Linked DNA regions of Sus scrofa: region 1 is linked to region 2. The links are chromatin contacts, called in public HiChIP or PLAC-seq maps. All regions are on one chromosome and are shown on one strand. Each heading gives the region's core, a stretch centred on a gene start, on an enhancer-like site or on the middle of the called end of the contact. The rest is flanking DNA. Distances are from core to core; before and after follow the strand shown. Region 1 overlaps NSMCE2 (E3 SUMO-protein ligase NSE2). Region 2 has its middle 54 kb from the start of TRIB1.

Region 1 (5,357 bases), core at 138-2,637, 140 kb after region 2:
GCGATGAGGTAGTCTGTTTTCTCCCCAGCCTGTCTGCTCATCTTTGCCCTTCAGGTCAATTGTAAATTTAGGACTAAAGCTATAAATACATTTTCAGAGACTCTCTGAAAAACCTTTGGTCTGATTTCAGATCGAAAGATGTCTTCTTCAGCGTTGAGGTTGCCTGATTCAGTCCTTATCAAAAAACCCTTTCCATAAACATTCAATTTCACCATCCATACTATATGTATTATTCCTGTAATAAATTTCATCTCAAATCCTATTTCAGACAGCATGCAATATATTTTGAAAGGATAGACAGCCTGCAGGCAGATTCAAAGGTAGAGTTTACAACACTCAGGATTTTATAATGCAGGCCTTTATCTTTTTTTTGGTCTTTTTGCCATTTCTAGGGCCATTCCTGCGGCATATGGAGGTTCCCAGGCTAGGGGTCGAGTTGGAGCTGTAGCCACTGGCCTACGCCAGAGACACAGCAATGCAGGATCTGAGCTGCGTCTGCAACCTACACCACAGGTCATGGCAACGCCGGATCCTTAACCCACTGAGCAAGGCCAGGGGTCGAACCTGCAACCTCATGGTTCCTAGTTGGATTTGTTAACCCCTGCACCACAACAGGAACTCCATTCAGGCTTTCATCTTGTACTCTGTTAACTACGTAATTGCTTGCTTGATTTTTCTTTTCTTCTCTGTATTGCTTCTGAGGGTCTGATGAAGTGTCTGTTACCATTACGAATGAAATTCAGAAAAGGACCATGGGTTTTGTTCACTCCGCTTGGGAATCTTGATGCAAAAGAGGTTTGTATACTGCCATTAGAACAAATAAGACGTGCCATTCCTGAGTGCAAAGGGAACATGGCTTTTCAAAAGAAAAGTGAGAAGAAAATTCAAGCAGAAGGGATTTGGGGGCATTTGGCAGGAAGCAACTTTCGTATTCTGCTGATCTCCTTGTACGAGAAATATTTTCAAGAGCTCTTATGGAAAAGGCAGTTTCCACTCTTCTCCCCAGCCAACATCTAGGGGAGAAAAACACAGTGCCTTCAAGCCAGCTGTTTGCCAATTAGAAGAAACAGTACTTTGGTGGATAGTGAACAAGAATGACTGAAAGTTCTGGGTCCTGCCCCTTGGGAGGTCAGGCCACTTCAGCTATTGTTCTTGACCTTGTTCTTTTTCCAACATGAAAAATAAAGGAACGAGACTAGGAAGGAGGGGAGATGCTACAGTCTCAAAAACCATTCCAGTTTCAAATCCTTTATCCTTGCAATCACAGCCAAAGTTCACTACTATCTTAAAAAGCAACAAATATGTTCAGGAATATTTAGGTAGTCAGCTCGAATGACTTTTGGTACTGATCTCAAGGCAAACTTGTTGCCTTCATGAGTCAACCTATTTGCAAACTAAACTTGCACAACATCTGAATTTACATTACAGAAATTGAAGTGGCCATTAGTAACTCAGCAAATAAAATTGGATTTCAAGTGATGAAAACATGTTTCACTATGACCAATATTAAGTATAAATTGAGCAAGAGCGATGGTTACCCAAACATAGCAGGTAGAGGCAATGTGGTTATTACCAACATTTTGAAAACTGTATTCAGGAAAGCTTTTAATCACAGCATTACTTTACAAGAGTCAATGGACTACAAAGAATTATGCTCAGATCTGTCATGTACTTAGAGGGGGAGGAGGGCTGTAAGTCGGCACCAATAACAGAAATTGAATCAGTGGCTGAAATACATTTTCCCAGACTTCTTACTGTGCCCCAGACAATGAGGTGCTTTGAAAGCAAAATATTTGTCCTTTTTTTTTTCATACTTCAAGATTACAAAATCCTCATATACACTAACTCCATTTTCCCAAACTCATACTCTCATGAACATTAGCCCATCTGTCATTGCAAAGGGCCAGCAGGTCAGATCTGGGGACATTACTGAACACAGGTGGCCAAACCATTGTGTAAATCTGGGGAGGGGTTTCTCACACCTTCCAGATGTCTTGCTGCTGTGAATGTCTGTGTTGCCAACGGGACCATCAGTTTCAAAATATGGAAAACCACACATTGGAGCCAATATTTTTCTTGGAACTATTATTGGAAGAGGCATCAGTCTGGACGCCCCATCTATCCCCAAGTAGACTGAAATGCGGCTTGCAAAGAATTTTCAAACCAGGAACTCACATTCTCCAAAAGAGCAAGTGAGATGCAGCTAATATTTACTCTTCCATGTTCCAGACAGCAAAATGCCACACACGGCAAATGAACCATGAACCTGACCGTGTGAACGTCCCTGTGGTCAACGTCTCCCATCTCTGCTCTGCAGCTGCTTCACTCAGCAAGACCACCAGCATCCTCGTCACTTCTCTGACCCAGTCTCATCCTTGTCAACCTTTCACAGCTTCCAACTCTGCACATAACCGGTCCCCCCTCCCACCCCACCCGACTTCTGACTGAGGGAGGAACAAGGGGTTCAGGGTCGGATCAGGGTGGATCCTGCCTCCTGAGCTGTCTGATATCAGGAAAGGCACCACCTCTCAGAGTTTCCTCCGCTGTAAAATGGGACAATACTCAGCTGGCAGGACTGTTGTAAGGAATGAGAATGTAACTGAATACCTCATTTAATTTGAGTAAATTCATTATTTAATGTACTCAGCACATAATAAAGCACTCATCAGGTCCTTTTTTTCTCCCCCTTGGATTCCAGGAGACCGGCTGAGTTTGCTTTTGTCTTCTGCTCCATCTTTTTTTTTTTTTTTTTTTTGGTCTTTTTGCCATTTCTTGGGCTGCTGCCTTGGCATATGGAGGTTCCCAGGCTAGGAGTTGAATCGGAGCTGTAGCTGCCAGCCTACACCAGAGCCACAGCAACGTGGGATCCAAGCCGCGTCTGCAACTTACACCACAGTTCACGGCAACACCAGATCCTTAACCCACAGAGCAAGGCCAGGGATCGAACCTGCAACCTCATGGCTCCTAGTCGAATTCGTTAACCACTGAGCCACGACGGGAACTCCCAGCTCCATCTTTATATCGTCTCTAAACCCCCTTCAGTGATCCCTTCTTGTTGGCACCAGGGTCCTGCCAGGGCTTAACTTTCCCTGTTCTTCCACCTCTGTCACAAGGTGCTGTGTGATACTATATGGCCTCTCCGAGTTTGTCATATTCCCAGTCCTGACTCTTCACTTCCTTGCTGCAGCGTTTTAGGACAGCGCCATAGGTACACAGGGCCATAAATGACATTTTCTGAGGATCTAGCTCAGCCAATGCCACTATGTTATCTGTTTAGAGGATACAGCAACCAACATATCCACTGTGAACTTTCCCCTTTAGCTGAGCAATGTCTAGTTCTCAATCTCCAACAGCCTAAATCATCAGTAACTCTTCTTTTATATGACACATGCTTATCTTCTGGGAGGCCTTCCTCTCCTCTATCTCATTGGATCACATCCCACATCAATGATCTGCCAAATATGTAACCTCTAGTTCCACGTGTCCGTTCCTGACCATAAATTCAGACTCCTGCAAGAGCGGGTGCTGGCGCTCCCCCGACTCAGCCTGTGTAACATCTCCCCCATGGCTCCTTTCTTGGTTTATAGACAAAAATGGACAATTTTCATTACGTCCTGGCAGGCTAGCTACAACTTGCCTCCCACTATTCTCCGGGAGGTCTCATGGGAGGAGGCAGCACGAACCTGAATCCTGCCTCCCTCAGCTCCTCTGTGTTTTTGAGCGAGTTACCCAATCTTCCTGAGTTTGTTTCCTCATCTGCAGATAGGAAAACAACACCTGTGTGGTAGGGCTGCTCTGAGGATAAAAACATTTTGGGTAAAATGCTAACTATGGGGTTGGCATGTGACAGCCATCAAGAAAGGGGTGGGGGAGGGGGGGGATTTTCCTTAAACTTCCAGAGGTGCTTCCCGCCACCCAGGCCCTCCATCCCGCCCCATCTCAGTCCTTTGACGGGCAGGCATTTTGAGTGTTTGACCTCCCATTTGGGGCCCGTCGTGACTTCCCTCTGGTACAAAACATGCCCAAGAACCTCAACCACTGCTTCAAGACTTCCTTCTAGGTTGTTTCAAGATAGTTCATAAGCCTTGTGGGCCCAATCCTTCTCACACACACTCTGCCCACTGTCTCCGATGCCACCATCTCCTGAGCTCTCCCATCTCCAGATGGCCTTGAAAGGTCAACTCCCAACCCTTCCTGATTAAACACCATGGACCCTGTTACCTTCGAACCCTTGAGAAAAACAATTTTTGCTCTAGCCTGGGGAGGTGGAAAGACCGCTGTTCAGATCAGGCCATTCGAGCCCAACATGCTATGTGATCTGGGCTAAGACACCTCACTTCTCTGAGCCAGGGAGGCAGGCCGGGTGTCTCCGAGCTCCCTCTAGGCTGGACAATTAGTTTTCTGGATTCACTCTACTCGGATGCCCTGGCCCGTCTGCCTGTCAGTGTTGTTCTGCTGCTGTGTGAGTAACCTTTACGTCCCATAGCCTCAGCATTGTTCTCAAGGGCAGAGACCATACTCCGGGTGACCCTCGTAGCACAGCCTGGAGCACTGTGCCATAGAGAGGACGTAACGCATGCATTCAGATGACAATGATCAGAGCACCTCTAGCGAGCCATAGACAGCTGCCATGAGATGACTCAGACCTCTTTGCAAAATGGCTTAATTTAGTGCCCTTTCAGTCTGTGAGGGAAGAACGGGGTGCACTGAGTCCCCTTTTGCTAATTCAGCCTCACCAAGGCCCTGGAAGGTCAGGAGTTTTTATCTCTGTCACACAGATGAGAAAGTACAGACACGACAGCTCTGGCCCGTCTGCTTCTCCTGAGTCAACAGTGGACCCAGGGGCCCAAGGGAGGAGCGGAAAAACCCTGGACCGACTGGGAGGGAGACCTGAGTTCCAGGCAGGCCTCTGCCATCAGCCATGTGTGTGATCTTGGAGGCGGCCAGCTAGGGCCTGACCTTCCTTATCTGGAACATGGCCTTGAGCAGTGGCTCTCAAGCCCAGCAGGGTATCAGACCCACAAGGAAAACAATTATTAGAAACAAACCTAGGAGTTCCCATCATGGCTCAGTGGTTAACGAATCTGACTAGGAACCATAAAGTCACGGGTTCCATCCCTGGCCTCGCTAAGTGGGTTAAGAATCCGGCATTGCCATGAGCTGTGGTGTAGGTTGCAGACGTGGCTTGGATCCCGAGCTGCTGTGGTTCCGGTGTGGGCCAGCTGCTTCAGGTCTGATTAGACCCCTAACCTGGGAACCTCCACATGCTGTGGGTGCACCCCTGGAAAAGACCAAAAAAAAAAAAAAAAAAAAAAGAAGCAAACCTAGGTGCTCCAGTGGTGCCTCAACGGAAACGA
Region 2 (5,886 bases), core at 2,442-4,941:
CTGCCTGCCTCCAGACTTCTTGTTTTGTTTTGTTTTGAAGTTCATTGTGTCCTTTCTTTCTTTCTTTATTTTGCTTTTTAGGGCCACACCCACAGCACATGTAATCAGAGCTACAGCTGCTGGTCTACACCACAGCCACAGCAATGGGGGATCCAAGCCATATCTGCTACCTACACCACAGCACACAGCAATGCCGGATCCTTAACCCACTGAGCAAGGCCAAGGATCGAACCTGCATCCTCATGGATGCTAGTCAGATTCGTTTCCGCTGAGCCACGAAGGGAACTCCCAGACTTCTTGTTTTGTGAGAAAAAGAGTCCCCTCATTCTTTAAGCCACTTTGCCTTAGTCTTCTGTTACTCTTAATGCGTTATTCAAGCCACAATCCAACACTCCAACCAACCCACATCCAGGAGTTCCCGTTGTGGCTCAGTGGTAACAAACCCACCAGGATCCATGAGGACATGGGTTTGATCCCTGACCCCGCTCTGTGGGTTAAGGATCTGGTGTTGCTGTGGCTGTGGTGTAGGCGGGTAACTGCAGCTCTGGTTTGACCCCTAGCCTGGGAAGGTCCATATGCTACAGGTGTGGCCCTAAAAAAAAAAAAAAAAAAATACAGCCAACACACATCCATGCCCCAAGCCCCACTCCAGCACCATCTCTTAGTGCTAGTAATCCATATATTTGCTCCCCCACTTCCCCCAATACACCAAACTGCCCACCTAACCCCAGCACCCCCACCCTGGCACAGCCTTAAGCCACAAACTTTCCTCCACAAGGGGCTGAAAGGCTATTCATTCCATCATCTGCTCCCCCCACACCCCTCCCATCGTTCACCCTGCAGCCATCCCCTCGTCCCTCACCTTCCCCCCCCCACGCTTTATCACCTCCTCCATCAAGCAGTTATTTGGGGAAGAGAACTCCCAAAGGTCGATAGACCTTCCAGTCTCGTTTCTATGTCCCGAGTTAGGACAAATCTCGTTATCCATCCTAGGTCCTGCACTCCTCCCGCCCCAGGGCAAAGAAATCCTCCGCTTTGGGAAAAAACAAAAAGAGAAAACACCACCACCGCACACACAAAAAGCCTTCTGTTTAAGAACTTGATTTCAAAACCCTGGAGCACGTCGATGGTTTGACAAACACGGGGTTGGGCAACGCCTCCAGGGGCCGAGAGGGACTCTCGGGGAACATCCCTCATCAGGAGTGAGCACCCGCAGTCACCCAGGGCTTTGAAGCGGCTGAGCGGCTGGCTCGCTCACTTCCGTGGGGGGTGGAGGAATGGGAGCGCCGAGGAAGAGTCCAGGCACACAGACGCAGCCCCCTTCTTTCAAAGGCCCTGGATCTGCTGCTGCCCTCGGGGTGGGATGGTGGGACGTTGATGACAGACCTACCTGAGCACAGCATCTCAGCCCTCGACAGCCCAGCCCTTCAGATCCAGACCCTGAGCCTCTAACCCTCTACAGCGCAATTTTGTTACCCCACCTGCAGCTCCCTTCGCTGATGGAGAACTGGCTTGGGGGCACAGAAAGCCCGGAGGAGAGGGGCTGGGGACCAAGGACAGATCTAGGGCAGCACCCCAGCGCCATGGCTTCTGAGTTGCATGATCTTGGGCAAGTTCCTAACTTCTTTGCCTTGCTGGCATCATTTGTAAAATCCAGATTATAATCGCACCTACCTCGTAAGATTTTTTTTTTTTTTTTTGGTCTTTTGTCTTTTTTTTCTTTAGGGCCACTCCTGCGGCATATGGAGGTTCCCAGGCTAGGGGTCAAATTGGATTTGTTGCTGCTGGCCACACCAGAGCCACAGCAACACCAGATCCGAGCCACATCTGCGACTTTACACCACAGCTCACGGCAACGCCGGATCCTTAATCCACTGAGCAAGGCCAGGGATCAAACCTGAAACATCATACTTCCTAGACTGATTCCTTTCTGCTGCGCCAAGACGGGAACTCCTCATAAGACTGTTTTGAAAATTCACTGAGATTGTATAAAAGGCTGAGAAGGACACCTAGAGCCTGAAGACACTTGGGCCAGGAGACTGGGGACTGGCATTTCGTGGCAGAAAGATCTCACCTCTCCAGGGCACCTGCTTCACCCTCCTGAAAGCTGAGCTAAGCAAATAGCTGGGGAGTTGGAGACTCCAGGTTAAAAGCTCCTGCCCAGTTTTAATCTCAATCCATGGATTAAAGACAGAAAAGGTGCTTAAATGAAAGCTTCCAGCAGGATTCCTCTGGAGAGAGCTGCTTTTGTTTAGGGTGTGGGGGGATTGTAAATACTTTGATAGGTACTTGGGAGGCAGGGTGATTTGGAGGGGGCATGGGGCAGCGGGAGGTGACCCGTAGGAGGGAAAAGTTTTGCTTTAGACATGATAAGACTTGGGAGTGAGGGGTTCCCGTGTGGCTCAACAGTAACAAACCCAACTAGTATCCATGACCATGTGGGTTTGATCCCTGGCCTCGCTCAGTGAGTTAAGGATCCAGCTTTGCCATGAGCTGTGGTGTAGGTCGCAGATGCGGCTCAGACCTTGTATGGCTGTGGCTGTGGTGTAGGCTGGCGGCTAGAGCTCCAATTCGACCCCTAGCCTGGGAATTTCCATATGCTGCGATTGCAGCACTAAAAAGCCAAAAAAAAAAAAAAAAAAAAAAAAGAAAGAAAGGAAAAAAAAAGGCTTGGGAGTGAGCAAGGCAATAAGGAGATGAGGGTGAGGGGAGAAGACAGGGATCAGAAATTGGAGAAAGGGAGGCAGAACCCAAAGAGGCTGGAGAGGTAGACCCAGAGGTGCCTGGACCTCTTGATGGCAGGGGTCAGACTTTGCTTAACCACAGCCAGGGGTTGGAAATACTTCTTACACAGTGACCCAGCATCCACGTGTAGAGAGTGACCTATGTACACACACACACACACACACACACACACACATGCATGCACACAAGCAGAAAAAAATGGAGGAGATGGATTGGGGTTTGGAGGTGACTAAAGGAATTTCATCTGGATCTGATGGGATGGGATGGGATGTTCCCCAGTGACATCTGGGTTTCACGCACAAGAACGCACAGAACACCTTCAGAACCGCGTACGCTCCCTAAACCTCCAAGGCAGGGGCAGGGGCGGGGTCTCTGTCCTTGCCTTTGTAACTGTGGGTCATGCATCTGTATCTGGGGGCTGGGGGACCTCTTTCTGTATGTCTGTTTTTCCATGCCTGCATATCTGTGTGTATCCCATTTTCTGACTCAATTTATCATTTCTCTGGGACACACTGTCCTAGAATCTTATACCAGATGTTAACATCTCTGAGCCTCAATTTTCCCAGCTGTGAAGTGGGTGTAATAATGCCTACCCCTTGGAGCGGTTGTGAGGATTATTTGAGAGAGCAGATGAAAGTACTGCTAAATCATAGCAGCTATTCAGATGAGGGGGTGGGCAGTAGTGATGGTGGTAGTAGTAACAGATTCTAGCCAAGAGGAAAAGGATAGAAAGGATGAAGGATTTAATCAATTGACCTGTAAGACCAGCCTGGAGGGTAGGCAGGGATGTGGCCACCTGGTCACCATGGTTTGGGGCTGGAAAGTGACCACACACCCCAACCCCACCCCAACCCCATCCCAACCCCATAGATTCACCACCCAAACCAACCCTTACAAAAGCCTGAGGCATCACGTTCTTGCTCAGCAACTGACTTATGAGCCAGACCACATCATCCTCCCCATCCATAAGGCAGCCAATCCTCCAGCCTCCTCTGATCCAGGGGCTGTCTCCCTCCAGGGTGGCGTGAAGCTTTCTTCCCCAGGGCACCCATCCTTAAAGGACCATTCCACATCCGAGTGCAATTTCCCAACGCTCCTTTTTCTCTGTTCTTTTCCAGGGACCCAGTGCCCCAAGCGTTCCAAAAATAAGAGAATATCCCCAAATTTGGCCTGGGGCGGGGGGATCGGCCCCTTCCTGAGACCATCACCCAGGGCCATCCCTGTTGCAACGGTGGTCTCGTAACAATCGCTTACAAACCCGGTTAGGCAAGTTGCTTTTGCGTGATGGGCTATCTTGAGTAAATAGCATCCTATGTCCCCTGCCGGTCACTTGCTCAAGACATTGCTGGACATTGCATTAGAGTCACTGACACACAGAGTTTTGAAAATGAAAACAGGCCCTCTGGCTTCTGATCAGATAGCATTTAACTCATTCGTGATTGCGCCAGGGTTTCCCAAGGCTCTGGGGCCACAGAACGGCTCTTGCTACAGTGCAGACAGAGGCTGGTGGGGACAGTTGGAGCCTCGGGCCACCCAACGATGAAGCTTCTAAGAGTGAACAGGCCAGCTGGGGTCTGCATCACCTTGGCCCCAGTAGCCCCCATGTGGTCCTCTGGGGCCGTTTAGCCTGTTGAGCTAATCCAGGTTCGACCCCCACGGGGTTGGGGGAGTAGATGTGGTTCCAGTCTCTTAATTTGATCCCTTATTCTGGGGGCCTTTCCTGATGATAGAGATCCTGAACTGACAGGGGTAGATAAGATACATTTCAGGCATCTATCGCTATGCGACACATCAGCCCAAAACCATGATTTAGAGCAGTGATGGAGATCCCGCGGTGGCTCGGCAGGTTAAGAACACAACAGGTATCCATGAGGATGTGGGTTGTTTGTTTGTTTGTTTGTTTTTTAATGAGGACTTTCTTTCCTTATTTCTTTTTGTCTTTTGTCTTTTTAGGGCCACACCTGTGGCATATGGAGGTTCCCAGGCTAGAGGTCTAATCAGAGCTATAGCCACCGGCCTTCACCACAGCCCCAGCAACACAGGATCCGAGCCATGTCTGTGACCTATACCACAGCTCACGGCAACACCGGATCCTTAACCCAGGATGTGGGTTTGATCCCTGGCCTCGCTCAGCCGGTTAAGGATCAGCAGCATACGTGGCAGATGCAGCTCGGATCTGGCGTGGCTGTGGCTGTGGTGTAAACTGGCAGCTGCAGCTCCGATGCAACCCCTAGCCTGGGAACTTTCATATGCTGCAGGTGCTTTCCTAAAAAGACTGAAAAATTTAAAAGATAATAATAATAAAGCCATGACTGAACTTCTCACACTTCTGCTGGTCAGCTAGACAATTCCTCTGCTGGTTTTGTCTGGGTCTGTTGGATGGTCACTGGGAGTAGAAGCTCCAAGATGGCCTCAGTCATGAGTCTGGAAGGTGGTACTGGCCTTCTCCTCCATGAGGGCCTCCCATCCTGCAATCAGCAAACCGGCTGCCTTACATGGGGGGTCTCAGGGCAGCATCCCAGGGAGTGAAGCGTCTTGGAGGCCTGGGCTTCAGAACTCACAGGCCCTCACATCCATCATGTTCTGCTGATCCAAGCAACTCACAAAACCCAGCTCCGGTTCAAGAACTCACAAAATAGATTTCACCTCTTGATAGGGCTGCTGCAAAACATTTTTCAGTTTTCCACAAGGTGGGGAAAATATCCATGGCTCCACGGAAAGCATTAGAAAATAACTTGGCAAAGTTATATGTTCTGAATCAAAAATCCAGACTCCCAGACTGACATGCATGTAAAAGTAAGTCCACAGGTTCCCTTCGGGTCACACCGAGGGCAGGGGGCAGCCTTTCTTGGTCCTGGCTGAACTTTAAATGCCACCAAATCTCAAATTCCTGGGCCCTGCCCAAGACCTGCTGAGTAAGAAGTATGACTCGGGGCAGGGCGGTGGAAGGGTTACCCATTGCCACCACCCTCCCAACCCCGCTGAGATCTGTATTTACAAAAGGTCTCCTAGTAATTCCGGTCCACAGTCAGGGTTAAGAACTGCTGATGAGCTAACAAGCTTTAAGGGGCATAGGCTCACGGGAGGAACTCTAGAAATATGAACTATCAGCCTCTCTTTTATAGATGGATGTCTCTTTAA

Evidence for each region. HiChIP or PLAC-seq counts read pairs in DNA pulled down with a chosen protein or histone mark.
Region 1: an H3K27ac HiChIP or PLAC-seq map of alveolar macrophages shows a contact between it and region 2. The contact joins two enhancer-like sites. A contact is called at or near these places in 1 of 47 Hi-C or Micro-C datasets (liver) and 1 of 2 datasets of contacts at active chromatin or transcription factors (alveolar macrophages).

What each region holds. Positions count from the first base shown.
Region 1 is chr4:14,385,929-14,391,285 of Sscrofa11.1, forward strand. All of the region lies in intron 4 of NSMCE2 (E3 SUMO-protein ligase NSE2), which reads right to left. Among named protein-coding and RNA genes, the nearest start is that of TRIB1, 90 kb to the left of the region's middle. Within about 2 kb of position 1,388, at least 5 of the 83 cell types and tissues checked have an H3K27ac peak or open chromatin away from gene starts, as enhancers often do. A contact at or near this core is called in alveolar macrophages, where this site is marked.
Region 2 is chr4:14,241,305-14,247,190 of Sscrofa11.1, forward strand. No RefSeq gene overlaps it. Among named protein-coding and RNA genes, the nearest start is that of TRIB1, 54 kb to the right of the region's middle. Within about 2 kb of position 3,692, at least 2 of the 83 cell types and tissues checked have an H3K27ac peak or open chromatin away from gene starts, as enhancers often do. A contact at or near this core is called in alveolar macrophages, where this site is marked.